Regions from separate parts of the Columba livia genome. Here region 2 is linked to region 1. The links are chromatin contacts, called in public Hi-C maps. All regions are on one chromosome and are shown on one strand. Each heading gives the region's core, a stretch centred on a gene start, on an enhancer-like site or on the middle of the called end of the contact. The rest is flanking DNA. Distances are from core to core; before and after follow the strand shown.

Evidence for each region. Hi-C and Micro-C count contacts between places; a contact is called where the count stands out from the background.
Region 2: a Hi-C map of liver shows a contact between it and region 1, with 2.3 times the contacts expected there. The contact joins the promoter of LOC102094287 here to the promoter of CD274 in region 1. A contact is called at or near these places in 2 of 2 Hi-C or Micro-C datasets (crop and liver).

The regions. Positions count from the first base shown.
Region 1 is chrZ:59,858,915-59,865,770 of bColLiv1.pat.W.v2, forward strand. CD274 (CD274 molecule) reads left to right here and starts at 2,992. Exons shown (of 8, transcript XM_065046049.1): 1 at 2,992-3,123.
Region 2 is chrZ:59,996,578-60,003,433 of bColLiv1.pat.W.v2, forward strand. LOC102094287 (monocarboxylate transporter 13) reads left to right here and starts at 2,547. Exons shown (of 6, transcript XM_065046042.1): 1 at 2,547-2,852; 2 at 5,746-5,832.

The sequences.
Region 1 (6,856 bases), core at 1,742-4,241:
GGTAGAGTGTTGTCTGGATGACAGAGTTTAGGAGATGGACAGTGAGCAATGAACAGCTGAAGAGAAAAATTACCCTATCTAAAGGACAATCTCTCTCAGGATGTGAGTCTCTGCAGTGCAACCCTTTTCTAATTACAATACAGGGAGTAGATGATTCAGTAAGTGGGGTTTATGGATCACAAACAGACATTAGTGGAAAAGATGCCCTGCGAAGGTTCAAAATATAAGTGTTAAAGAACAATAATAATGAAGAATTAATAAAATCACCTAGTCAAAGATTTCTAAATGGGGCCTTAGGTCCTACCAAATGACCCTGAAGTGGTCACAGCTGTAGCAATATCAGATTTAAGAGAAACCTTTGAAGTAGAAACAGGATATGGAGATACAAATGCCTGGGTAGAATGGATCAAATATACAGTGCAAAGACTAAAGAACAGCAATTGCTATGTGTGTGCATTGGGAAGGCCTGTGGCACAAGTAATACCCTTTTCTCTGGGATGGGGCGAAGATTGACAGGGGATGGAGTGCATCTTAGACTTAAAACAAGACTCTGTGGCGTGGGGAAGTAAGTCGTGTCATACTCTCTCCCTACTATTTCCAGCCTTACAGGAGAAAAATATCAAAATTATTCTGTGATTTTCAGGAATAATTGGAAATCATCCTGCCTGTCTCTCACGATGGGGCAGGAATGATACCAGGTTCCTAGGTACATGAGTAGGTGTGAAGAGACACAGGTAGTTGGTCCTAATGCTTCCTTAAATGTTTATCAAATGTTTATCAAGTGGATCTTTGGTGGTACTGTGGGAAGATGACACTTCATTCCATTTCCCACCCTGCACTGGGAAGGTACCTGTGATTGATACTGTTCAATTGGCAATTCCTTTTACCCTGGCATTTGAACACTGATTCATCGGTGCAACAGGAAAAGGAGTTTAGGGTTTTCCTTTGATGACAGAGTTTATCTCAGTTCAATTAGGGTTACCAGATGGGTCCCCAATGAACACAAAGCAAGAAATCAAGTAATGGTGGGTTTTGAGTCCTTTTTACTCTGGTGGATAACTATAAACAAGAATGTAGACTGGGTATGTTAGTTATTATAACCAACAATGATTTATGAATGTTACTAGACAAGCAGTTAAAGGAATCGCTGAACAATTAGATGCTACTAGTAGAATGACGTGGAAAAATAGGATGGTCCTAGGTGGCAGAGAAAGGTGATACATGTGTAACTAGAGGTTTGCAAGGACTTAGAATTTTAGCAGAAGAATTGGCTGAGAATTCAGGAATAGATAGTCAGCTCTTGGGATTATTAGAATCTTGGTTTTGAAAATGGGAAGAAATTATACCTATTTTTACTTCTTTAATCATAGTAGCAGGAGCACTAACTGCATCATTCTGAGTGTCCGAGGACTTGGTTAACACCTTATTGAGAAAGCTCCATCAAAGCAAATGCCTTTAGGGCCACTGCAATACTCAGATAAAACGATGCTGCTAAAAGAACAAGAAGAAAGAAGCAACAGCAAACGCATAACTCCTGAATAAAGACGTGAAATCATGTTGTCTAGAATTGAAGCCACCTATAGAACTATACCATAAGAAAATGCAAAACAACAAAAATAAAAAATAAGGAGAGGAGGAAATTGTAAGGAATGTTTAATGAAGGAGTGCTGTTTTTACAAAACTGAGAACCTGGTGCCTGAACCCAGTGGGGAAGAAGGACCGAAAGATATCAGACTACTAATCCTTAATGTAAAACAAAGTCTCTTCCAACTAATCCCAGAACGCAAACTGATACTCGTATATACAAGTTAATCTAGGGGAAAGAGCAGCCGAAGAGCCAGGAACCCATATTTTAAATAGATTGATATAGGGAAAGCTATTTTTTGGATTAGATGAATGAAGTATGTAAACTGAGGCACACATTGGGTAGTCTTGTCAACCCTGCAGTACCCAGCCAATGGGCAACAGGGGAGGGAATTTGTGGCTGGGATTTGGGGGGGATATAAGCAGGGTTTTTTTGCCTTATTATGTGTGCCTACCTTTAGGTAGAACACCCAGTCTTGCAAAATCATTGTTAAAATATGCTTTGCTGAGTGATCCTGCCTGGGCCTATTACATTTGCAAGCTGTTTCCTACAGATGCTATGCAATCACTCAGATTTCCAGTCCTTTGACACCAGTCTTCCTTCACCTAAGTAGATTTCATCATGAAAGCCATCTATTTGGGGATCAAAGGATATTATTTCACCATGAAACTGTTTCCTGTTTGGAAAAGAAAAAAAAGACAAGCACCCATGATGCGTGAGCGATGTGCCGTGCCGCTCCTGCCACGTACCCCTTTTCCTGAGGTGTACTTCCTCTCTACTGTTATTTTATTGTATTTTGGTTTGTGTTATATTTTAGCTTCCAGGTTAAGAAAGGTAGTTGGAGAAGAAGGCTTTATGTGCAAGCAATTATTATTTTACCGTTTCAACCTAACAACTATTACTACTGGCTTATCAGGAGCAACTCTGTGGAGTGTCAAGAATGTTGCAGTTCAGTCCTAATGAAGAAGGGTAGTCTGTGCCTAAGCAGCCCTCCTGAAATTAGTAGGCTTTCAGGGTTGCTGAGATAAAGTTCAGGACCCAGATAATTTTGATTCCCGTGTCAGACATCTGGAACAAACCAGCGACTATCAATTCTTGGACATAGATGATAATAAAAATCCTAGTTTTTTTATTTGTGTTTTACAAACACTAAGGAATGAGCAAAGAGTGGCGGCGCTGCTCGCTTTCGGTTTTGTTTACCGAGAACCCGTGGCTTTTAGGAAAGGGAAAGGTCTGCCGGGAGGGCACCCCGACTGCAGCGCTGGGAAATACGGGCTGTGAGCACTGCGCCGGGGCTTTTCGTGCCGGCTTTCCGCGGAGTGCCGAACTGGGGAGGGCCTCCATCGTCAAACCCGCAGCGGGGGCGGGCGGGGAAAGCCGCGGCGGGGTCCGACGGCCCGGAGTCCAGGGGAGGGGGCGGAGCGGGGCGAGCCGGGCCGGGCTGAGGCGGGGCGGCCGTCGCCCCGCAGAGCCGCTGCGGCCGCCGACGGGAGCAGGTGCCGGGCGAGGTGGCCCGCAGTGCCCTGAGGGTCCGCCAGGTAGGGGCTAGGCGGGCAGGGGTCAGCCGGGAGGGTCTTTGCCCCACCAGCCCCCGGGTCCGCTGCCTGCGAGGGCGGGAGCGGGTGTTTCTTCGCCCCTAGACACCTGGAGGGGCAGGCGGCAAGGGGCGCAGGGACAGCATCCTTCAGGGAGAAAAGCTCCCGGGCAGGCTCCAGCAGCGGCATCTGCCGCTGCTGGAGCCTGCCCGGGAGCTTTTCTCCCTTAAGGTTGCTCCGATCATACGTTTTGCTTAAGGGTACCCGATGACAAGCAAGACGGAGCTATTCGTCTGGAAAATCTGTTGCAGAGCAGAGTTAAACAAAACCCCACTCCGCGGTATATAACTATGCTGTAAAACGTGGGCGCGTGTGTGTATATATTACTCTATATAAAACAAATGAAGAAAAAAAAAAAAAAAGGAAAAACCTGTCCTGGTCTTTTATTTGCTCCTAAGTTCTTAAATGGAAAAGCAACCCTGTGACCTCAAGGCAAGCAATGAAAAATTCATGACATTAAAAGCTAGCTACATCAATGGCTTCTGTGGTTTCACAGTCAGTATTTAACAAGTTTGTTTCAGTTTCTTTCTGTTGCTTGCCTTTTATTTCTTTCCCCCGTGGGAAAACATGGTTAAACCTGTAATCAGTGGAAATTAACCTTCATTGGTCTCACCTATTGTGGAAATCTACCTCCTCAATTTTGTAAGGTAGTTTCAGCTTATTAGAACCTGAATGTTACATTCAGCTATTCCATATACCACTGTTTCTGTGTTCCTCCCACACGTCAAGTAAAAAGGTTAATTCTTACCAGTTTTTTGTATTATGTGTATTTTCTTCCATGACAGTTACTGTGAGTGGGCTGTCAAGTATACAGAAGAAAATTTTTCCTGAAAACTTTTAAAGTGATCATTTCACAGTATTTTAACTCTTCTGGGAATCTCAGCTTCTTTTTTTTTTTTTTTTTTTTTTGAGATATGCAAAGACAACGTAAGTGGTGAACTTACACTGAAATGTATGTTTAAAGTTGTGTTTTGTGCTGTTGACCAGGTTATCCCACTATGGTCCACAAGGTAGTATAAGTACAATAGGAGTACATCCTTTGGCTTTTAATATTTATTTTTTTTTTCTGTATTCTTGAATGACTTCTATAATCAAGAAAAACACATAGCTTTTTGTTTTTTGATAAGCTAATGCATAGACATAACAACTTTTCTTGCACTACACCATGGCAAGGCAAGGAGCCTTCATTGTGCTCAAATCTTGGGGAGAGCGTATCTGTTCTTATCACTGACAAAGTCAGCAATGCTTTTGCCATTATTCTTAATTATGATCTCTGCAGAAATGAGTAAGTTGTGTAGAAATTTCTGGTTATTGTTAGCAGTTGTTGGCATTGTTTGAGATTAATACTATAGGGACCCTGAGTTTCTGTAGGTGGATGACTTCTTGCTACTGATGTTCCAAGGACTGTTGCTCACATATAGCTTTGATCAGATGATACGTTTCTTAAAATGCCTGTGGCATTTTATGCACTGATTTTCCCAACATTTCTGTCACTGGTTACAGTGAACCACTGTTAGCAATACAGAATTTTCCCTAGTGGGGAATTCTCCGATAGTGGGGAAGAAGTAGGTAGAGTTACATCAACATTTAAGTTCTGTTACAAGAAGTCTTTGGGCAAATAGTTCTGTTTTTCCTGTCTTCTTCATTTGATTGTGAGGGAAACATAGAGCAGCAATACTGAAAAGCATTTTGTAGAATGAGTATCTTTTTGCTTTTATAAATCTGTGTTTGCAATAGATGTCAGAAGCCAGCAGGAGGAGAGAAGAGGCGTTGTGGTAGCTTACGTAAGAAAAATAGTGAGAAGACTGCAGCTTGGGTAAAGATCTTTGATTGGCATCTAGGTCTTGGGCTGCTTCAGCTGGTCCAGCCAGAAGATCGGTTTGCTGAAGGTGAAACAGGAGAAGAGTCTGTAGTGGTTATTGCAGCAAGTTTCTTCATGTACATCTGGATTTGACCTGGACCTATTTTTTTTTTTTTCCTCTCTTTTTTGATTTTTCCTTTTTTTTTTTTTTTTTTCCTCTCTGAATGTGAAAAATTGAGTACAGCAGCATTCTTTATCACTCTTAAGGAATTTTGTAAGTAATCATTATACTTCCTTTGCATGTAGTAAGGCTTGTTTTCCTCTACAGTGGGAGAAAGCATGCAAATCAAGGTTCAGCAATTGCAGGATACAATCAAGGGTCTTAGAACCGTAAAGCTTACTTGCTGTCATCCATCTTCCAGGAGTTAATCAGGACACTTCTCCTGGAGTTCATACCGACATTCAGATTTCCTGACAAAAAGTAGGTAGGGGTTGCATACGTGGGTATGGGTTGCATACGTGGGTATGGGTTGCATATATGGGTATGGGTATCTTTCCATGACTGTAATGTATATGTTATTTGTTCCGAGCAGTGTCTCAGATACATATTCTACTTTTAAAAGTAGTGGAAACTGTTTTGGGGCTGAGTGTGCTGTAAGTCTGGCCATTCTGGCATGGTGAGTGCAGAGAGGTGCACACCTGTACACATCAGCCTCAGTGGCTTGCTCTTCTGCAGGCTTGCCTCTAGAGTAAGCGTGATCAGAGCGCATTTGCTAGATTGGTGTGCCTCTGTCTCATTTGAGGAGCTTTACTCTGGAGCTTAGCTAGTGCTCAGGACTGCTTGTCACTCAGGTGGTGGCATTGTGATGGAGGCACTCCCGTATGCACATCATGCATCAGTGGAAGCGGTAGGATTAGGCAGCAGTTTGCTTGTGCTTTTAAGAGCATCACTTGTGGCTGAGGAATGAATTGAGTACCTAACCGCATTAAGAAGCTTGCAATTTATTTATCAAGGAAACAGATCTTTCACCCTGAGGATCTTATTTGTATTTTCCTGTCCCTGTTAGCAGAACATCCTTTCATAATTGCTCATGTCTGCCTAGCAATGTATTAGATTTACTCAGTTTCTCAGTTCCATCTGTGTTGCCTTCTGCAAACCCGCTATTGGGATTGGATTTTTCTTGAGAGTAAGTTGAAAAATGATGGCAGTGTTTGATACTAGTACTGCTCTGACTTAAAATAGACACTTAACAAGTGCAGTCAGTGTGTGAAGGTTAAAGTGTATGAATCAACATTAATAAGTGTTTCACAGTCTTAAGGTGTTGTGTGGGAGTATAAAAGCTATGCCAATGAAGAGGGGGAAAACTGTCAGAAAATTGAAATAATTTACATATTTAGAGGTAACGCAGCAGAAAATCAAGACAACAGTTCTTGTTTGTAGGCTGTTTTTGTCACTGTTTTACAAAGGTATTAATGTGTAAATACTCATTAAGTGATTAATTACCACATTAATACTGTTCACAATATATGTCACTTCATTAACCCCATTGTAAGTACTGTGAGACCCATGTGTTATAACACAGGGTATATTTGCAGTATGTTAAAGTAAGGTAAAGAGGTGGTGAAAGACTAAGGTCTATTTCTTCCACTGAACTCATGTAGAAAACTCCTCCATTCTCCTTCTTGAAGGAGCAACACTCCCTTCTGCAGTTTAGGGGAACAATTGGGTAAGTATTTGTCGACTAATTGACAGATAGTGATAAAGCATATATTTTGCCATAACCAAGGGCAGATGTTTAAAGCAAGTAAAATTAGATGTTCTTCCTGGACACATGCAGAAAGCTTTCTGCCTGATTATCTACTGTAATTAAAGGT
Region 2 (6,856 bases), core at 1,297-3,796, 140 kb after region 1:
CAGTCTCCCCCTGGCTGAACAAACCAAGTGATTTAACCGTTTCTCATACGGCTTCCCCTCCAAACCCTTCACCACCTTTGTAGCCCTCTTCTGGATGCTCTCCGGTAGCTTTATATCCTTTTTATCCTGTGTTGCCCAGAACTGCACACAGTGCTCCAGGTGAGGCCGCACCAGTGCAGAGCAGAGCAGGACAATCACCTCCCTTGCCCAGCTGGCAATGCTGGGCTTGGTGCACCCAGGACACAGCTGGCCCTCTTGGCTGCCAGGACACACTATTGGCTCATGTTCATCCGTCCTTTCACCTGAGGACAGCTGACTGCTCGGAGACTTTGCCAGGCTCTGTGTGTATTTATGGCAGGCTGGCCTTTTACATTTGTGCAGTTTATTTAAATAAAAATTACACTGCGGAGACTTGTTTCCCTCATGTACTGCAATAATAATAAACAGCCAATAGATATCTTGTATCTTCTTTGAAAGCAACCCTATTCCAACTGAGAAATCGGTGAACAAATTCTCTGGTGGTGAAAGGGAGGAAATAACTTTTAAATCAATGTAGCTGAAACCGTTTACAGCAGCACAGAACACAGTCACTATTTCAGATTCAAGATTATTAGGAAAAAGGCATTTTGAAAAGCATGTATAGCCAGCCCCTGTTTAAAGCATTGCCAGTTTTGTTCTACAAGCCTAATAGTAAAAGCCACGACATGGATGACTCCTGAATGGTTAAATAATTCTTTATGACGTGATTGGGCAGAATTTAAGCATAATCTCTTCCTAATCATGAATCACCGTTATTCTCTGAAGTACAGATGTTCCAGGCAGATTCTCATTTCACTTCACACCAAATGTTTCATATAGCCGTCTCCCTATGAACATATTATGCGCTTGTTCAAGCGCTTAAAGTAAAAGCTAGCCCTTGCACTTAGTGACAGCTGAGCTGACAAACTAGATCTGAGCAAGTGACTCGTCTTACCACCTGGAATAAGCTGTTTTCTCCAATGTAGGAATGGAAACCTGAAAGCTCTCTTCAGTGTGTCCTAAAATGCTTACATGCTAAACAAGAAATAAACTAACTAGTATTTATACAATTACAGTCTAAACTTTTTTTTTTTCTTGTCTCTTAAGGAGAAGTGAGAGAGGCTTAGGTTTAATTTTGAAATGTAAAATGTGGAGAAAAATGGTAGGTGATTAGAGAGAAATACTATACAAAGCTGAAGGTATAGCATAAAGATTCTATACGCTGACAGAAAATCGTGAAAATAGTGTTTTAGCCTGTGAGCAGTGTCACTGCTGACAATTTACTCGGAAACTTTGTCTTCAAGTAAGCTCATAATTCAGTTATCATTCCTCATTGACATCACTGAATTTACTTGCATTTCCTTGTCTATAAGGCAGAGCTTCCAGGCTCACAGCTTCACAGGAGTGTGAATGTACTAATTGTGCTATCACTGCCATGTGAATTTATCCTCTGGATTAAGCACCCTCATCTGCCAAATTTTGTTTCTGTCCACATTTTCTGCCTTCTGCTTTGTGAAGGCACCCAACTGATTTCTCTGAATTGAGTAGCTGCCCTGACATATTATTTTGCCCAGCTGGATGGGTCTACCACTCTGGTTCACTGCCTAAGTGCCCACATTGTAGCAGGAAGGTGAAGAAGGGATGGCAGCAACTTTTCTGTCAGCAGTACCCACTTAAATAAATACACTTCAAAAACTGCCCCATAATTTTTCTTAGCCATGTTTTTGACTTCTCCAGCACTACAAAGCAGTCCTAGAGAATCCTCCCAGTGAAAGAAAATTTTAATGTCACCACACCAACTTGTTGATTTCCTACTTCAAAAATGCCCCAAATTATAAATTATATCTGTTTCTTAGTTATGCAGGTCAACTGATCAATTTGTATGTTCATACTTCCCCTTAGCACACACAACTACACAGATCACTGATCAAGTCCTAAGGTAAGCACACAAGCGTGTAAATAATAATACTACAGAAAGTGACAAGCTACTGCAACAATCCACACTCCCCCCTCAAGTGTTTCAATAGCAGGGAATAGCCCAGTGCAAGGCAAATTGTTAGGAAAGACAGAATCAATTACAATAAGCTAGCAGTGAAAGTGTGAGGATAGAAACTTTACAAGATCCAGCAGTATATAAGGAATTGGGGGCCATTAAAAAAAACAAAACAAAACAAAACAAAAACACAACAAAGAGACTGCTCCGACACAGTGAAAGGTTCTGACCATCCGTGTTGCAGGCTCAGGACCTGGAGAGCATATTCAAGCTTCCCATCATCTCTGTGGTTGTTTCAGGCTATGTGATGCTCAGCTGTAGCCAACATCTGCCCAGCAGAACAGTCACAAAGAAGCCACAAATAAATTCCGTATTTGAACAAACATTGACAGTAACTGCCCCAAAACATCAGAGAGTTTAAGGGCAGCTGACACACCCAAACTTTCTAATTGGCCCAGTAGTTAAGTTTAATAAAAACTACAGACAGCAGTCCAGGTCTAGTACAAGTACAGTGCAAATATGTTATAAAATTTGCCTTCTCTCATTCCCTCCCTCCATCCCTGATTTTGCTTTCTTTGATCTCTAGTCAGAACAGAACTTTGTTTTTCTGAGTGTAGGTGGAGTCAAATGACTTTTGGGGAGGTGAGGAGGGGATTCTTATAAAATCTGACAGCTTACACATCCTGAATGAGACAAGTTAGTTTGTTCAGATAGACTGTGCACGCAACGCACAATAGGTAAGATGACCCAGCGGTTTACAGCAGAACTGAAGAACATACATACGACTGGAAGGTGAAGAAAGAGCTTCATATCACATAAAAGCCTGGGTTACCTGAATAAGGTACTTTATGCTATACTTTACTTTTGTTTCTTTGTACTGCCTGCTCAGAACGTTCAGCACCTCTTGTCCATCCTCATGTGCTTTGTCAGTAAATTATGTCATAGGTCGTATCGATTAGACTGGCTCTTACTAAAATAATGAAGTTAGAAAGGAGAATTTTGTTATGAGGTCCTCTTGAATTTGTGTCTGAAGAGCAATAACTAGCACGGCTGTGTTGTATTTGAAGCTGTGGTGACATGAGAGCATCAGCAGAGACAGTCTGAGTGTTAGATGAAGACCAGAAGTGTGACAAACATAGTAAGTACTTGTTGCCTGGCTGCGCACAAAGGCACATATATGAAGGAAGTTTCAGCATAAATGACAATTTATTTCTGTGTTTCTTTCCATCTTCTTTCTAGTACAACGATTTTAAAAAAGATTCTATTAGCTAATCTGTTGTCAATTTATTAAAGATCTACTTTGGGTTTAATTACATAGTCTAGTTAATACTTCTCTCCCAGTATCAGCCTTTGCTAAAAGTAGTTTTCCCTTTGTGTACATCAAATGTGTTCTTTTCTTCTTCTTCTTTCCCCTTTTTCTTTTCTTTTTCTTTTTCTTTTTCTTTTTCTTTTTCTTTTTCTTTTTCTTTTTCTTTTTCTTTTTCTTTTTCTTTTTCTTTTTTCTTTTTCTTTTTCTTTTTCTTTTTCTTTTTCTTTTTCTTTTTCTTTTTCTTTTTCTTTTTCTTTTTCTTTTTCTTTTTCTTTTTCTTTTTCTTTTTTCTGTTCCTTTTCATTTTCCTTTTCCTGTTCCTTTTCATCTTCTTCTTCTTTTTCAAATCCAAGGTAGAGTACCATGCTTGCCCTGGAAACCCAAACCAAACCCACACTAACAAGTCCTGTTTCTTCATCTAAGCATGGAAAAACTTAATACTCACTTATTTTGTCTTCTTGTTTCTGCAAAGTGCTAAGTATCACCAACCCACAGGGAGTCTACCCCACCTCTGAGAGAGAATGAATTCAGTTATTTGGGAAGCTTTATGTACAAGTTGCATGAAAACAAGAAGGCTAGGATTCGTGGCAACAACTTTCTTGATTCCACCAGCAAGTTGTTCTGCAGTGCGCAGTAAATATATTAAACTAACATGCTCTTTTGTGAAAAGCAAATTAGAAAATGGAGCACAAGATAACCAAAGTAACACAAGTATCAGTCTTCACAAGTTTATGTGGCACCCTAAAATGCAAGCAGACAGACCAACTTTATATAATTTAATTCTATTTTTGTCTGATAAGCCTTCTGAATCATTGCCAGGAATAAAAGCTTGGAGAACTTGTAAAACATGAATAGAGGAACAGCCCCGGTGCCACAAAAGGCACCTTTGTAGCTATCCAGCTGCAAAGATAAAGGTTGCGCTTTTGCCTGCATGTTCATGCTAGCAAATTTTGCCATAAGGGGAATGATACTACAGGCTGATGCACACACCAAGCAGAGATGGTAGCTTGTGGCTTTCCTGATTGAAGCCCCTGTATCACAGGTCATCCATTCCTGCTGCCATAGGAAAGCTCGGAGGCAGAGGGATTCTAGGCAGAATCCCAGTACATCCAGGCATGGCTTTACATTCTTTGAGGGATCATGTATGTGGCTAAGCACAACAGAAAGGACAGTTTCCCTGCAGTTTTTTTCCTCCTTTCTCTTAAAAGGTTAGTTTCAGTGGCAAGAGGAGAAAGTAAAGACATTAAAACCTTACCATTTACCATTACTCAATATCTAAGATCAAAAAGAAATCCTGGGTGTTTATTTCAGCTTAGTTTTTTCTCAATTACGTGCTTGTAGTAAACTTTCACTTGCAAGTGAGGGAGAGATGAAAGCAGAGCACAGTTTAGTAAGAAACGTCTACCCATTGCAACATCTGTGGTTTCTTCTACGTTGTCCAGGCATTCTTGCAACTCCCTACAGTATGTAGCTGCACTGCCCTCAAATCTGTAGGGCTCCTGGGAGATAACTACCGCATTGATTAATCATGCAAACAAAATAGTAATTTCGTTTTGGAGCTGCACGTAACACCAGGGTCGTTGAAAGAGACTGGAGGCTTAATTCTGAACTGTGACATGAAAGATGTATTTGTGGTCAGGAAAAAGACTGTTTATTTAAGTATTGTGAGCAGTAGAGCCTGATATATGCTCCTAGGGCAGAGTTTGCCTAATGAAGGTGAAGGGTGGTGGGTGGTGTCAGGAAGTAGAAGATTTTAGCATGCCTTGTTTAGTCTGAGTGCTGTCTTGTAAGTAGAATTTTTCCTGTCTGTCTTGTGGCAGAAACCATAATCCCTTGCCCAGGCATGTCCATGCAGAATGCAGTAACATCTGTATCACTCTGCCTAGGCAGGCTCATTTAGCCTGAGTGTTTTATCCTGTTTTATGTTCTTCAGTACCTCAAAACAAATTAAGACCATGCCGTTTGAGCCCAACAATATAAGAAGACATGGCTACAGCTTGACCTAGATTCTGTATTTTTTTTTTAGTATGTGAGCACTAATCAAAGTATTAAGGTTTTCAACCTCACAAAATTAATGATCTCTAAAAGTATTGGCTGCATTTGACGACTGAGAAAACAGTAGTACAGCAAGATCAAAAAAAGCTTGGTTAAGGTCACTCAGAAGCTGTGGGAATGAAAACCAGATTCCTTCATACAGACCTCAACCACAAGGCATTTTTCCCTCTCTCGTGGCTGAGTTCTAAGATTTTCAGGATATTGTCTGAAACCTTGTGCAACTGATTAATATGTCTAGCTATGTCTGTCACGCAAATGTGTCCAGTGCCACATGTTAGTCCAAAGTTTGAGCCAGACACATAACAGCAGAATGATTTTGCTTCTGATCCCTACAAGACTCTGACAGCTTCTTTCTTCTACCCTTTTGCAGTGTTTTAGGTTCTCCTGACATCATGTACCTCAGTGGGGCAGATCACAGGACTAATGACTGCTGCTTCGTACTGGATGGCTTCTAGTGGTATGGATTCCTTGAACCCTCATCTTTCCCAGCTGCACAAAGGGAAGATAAATGTAGGCACCTTCAGCTATCTTTAGCTCACATTCTTCCTCTTAGAACAAAATGTGTTCTTGTGCCATGTCTTTTTTTGTCTTTCATATTTTGTACAACATGCTGACTCATAATTTAGTGTCCATGAAAAATAAGGAAAAAGTAGGGATGTTTCCCTCCTGCAGCCAGGTACTATGTCCCCCATACACTGTGTGATTACTCCAAGTTCGTCACAAAACTTTTAAGGGGAAGTATGTTTCTTCAGTTATGCATTTAATAAGATGTGCTTGCCTGTGAAGATGGCTTCAAAAGGAAGCATGTACCCTGTGCTTTGCGGTGCTGGAGCCATTAATGTTTATAAATGCTCAAGTGCTGATGACCCTAAAATTCTTACACAATGTTTCTTGCAACTTGCACTATAAAACTGGCTATATTGGTTCAGGCCAAAAGGGGATGTTTAAGAACAGACTAAGCACTGATGCTTTGCAGTTTCTGACTACTTGCAGTTTGGTGACTTCCGAAGCCAGGGACCATTTTTAAGCATTTGGTAATCCTCAATAGTTTTGTACAGCACAGACTTATCTACTATTTACATTTTAGTATCCATACTATTTATTATGTGGCAGGGAGCTCCAAAGTTTCACAGTGTGCAGATAGTATTCAGACACCCAGTACCATATCTAAATACGGGTTTCCTAATACATTCCTCAGAGACCAGAGTAACACCCAATTTCATACTGAATACCATTTTCGAGATTGCGCACATCCTGTTTACATACGGAGAAGACCTATTGCCACTGGAATTACTAAGAAATTGTCATGGTTATAGAGTATTGCTTACAACAACAGCAAGAGTTAGTGTTTTATACATTCCCACTCTTTAGTCAAAGTTGTCACTTCACATGGGATTTTAGAGACAAAGGACAACCAGAAAGAAAACAGGTTTGCTGTATTCCTGCAACTTATGCAGTGATTAAATAGACAGTATCAAGGT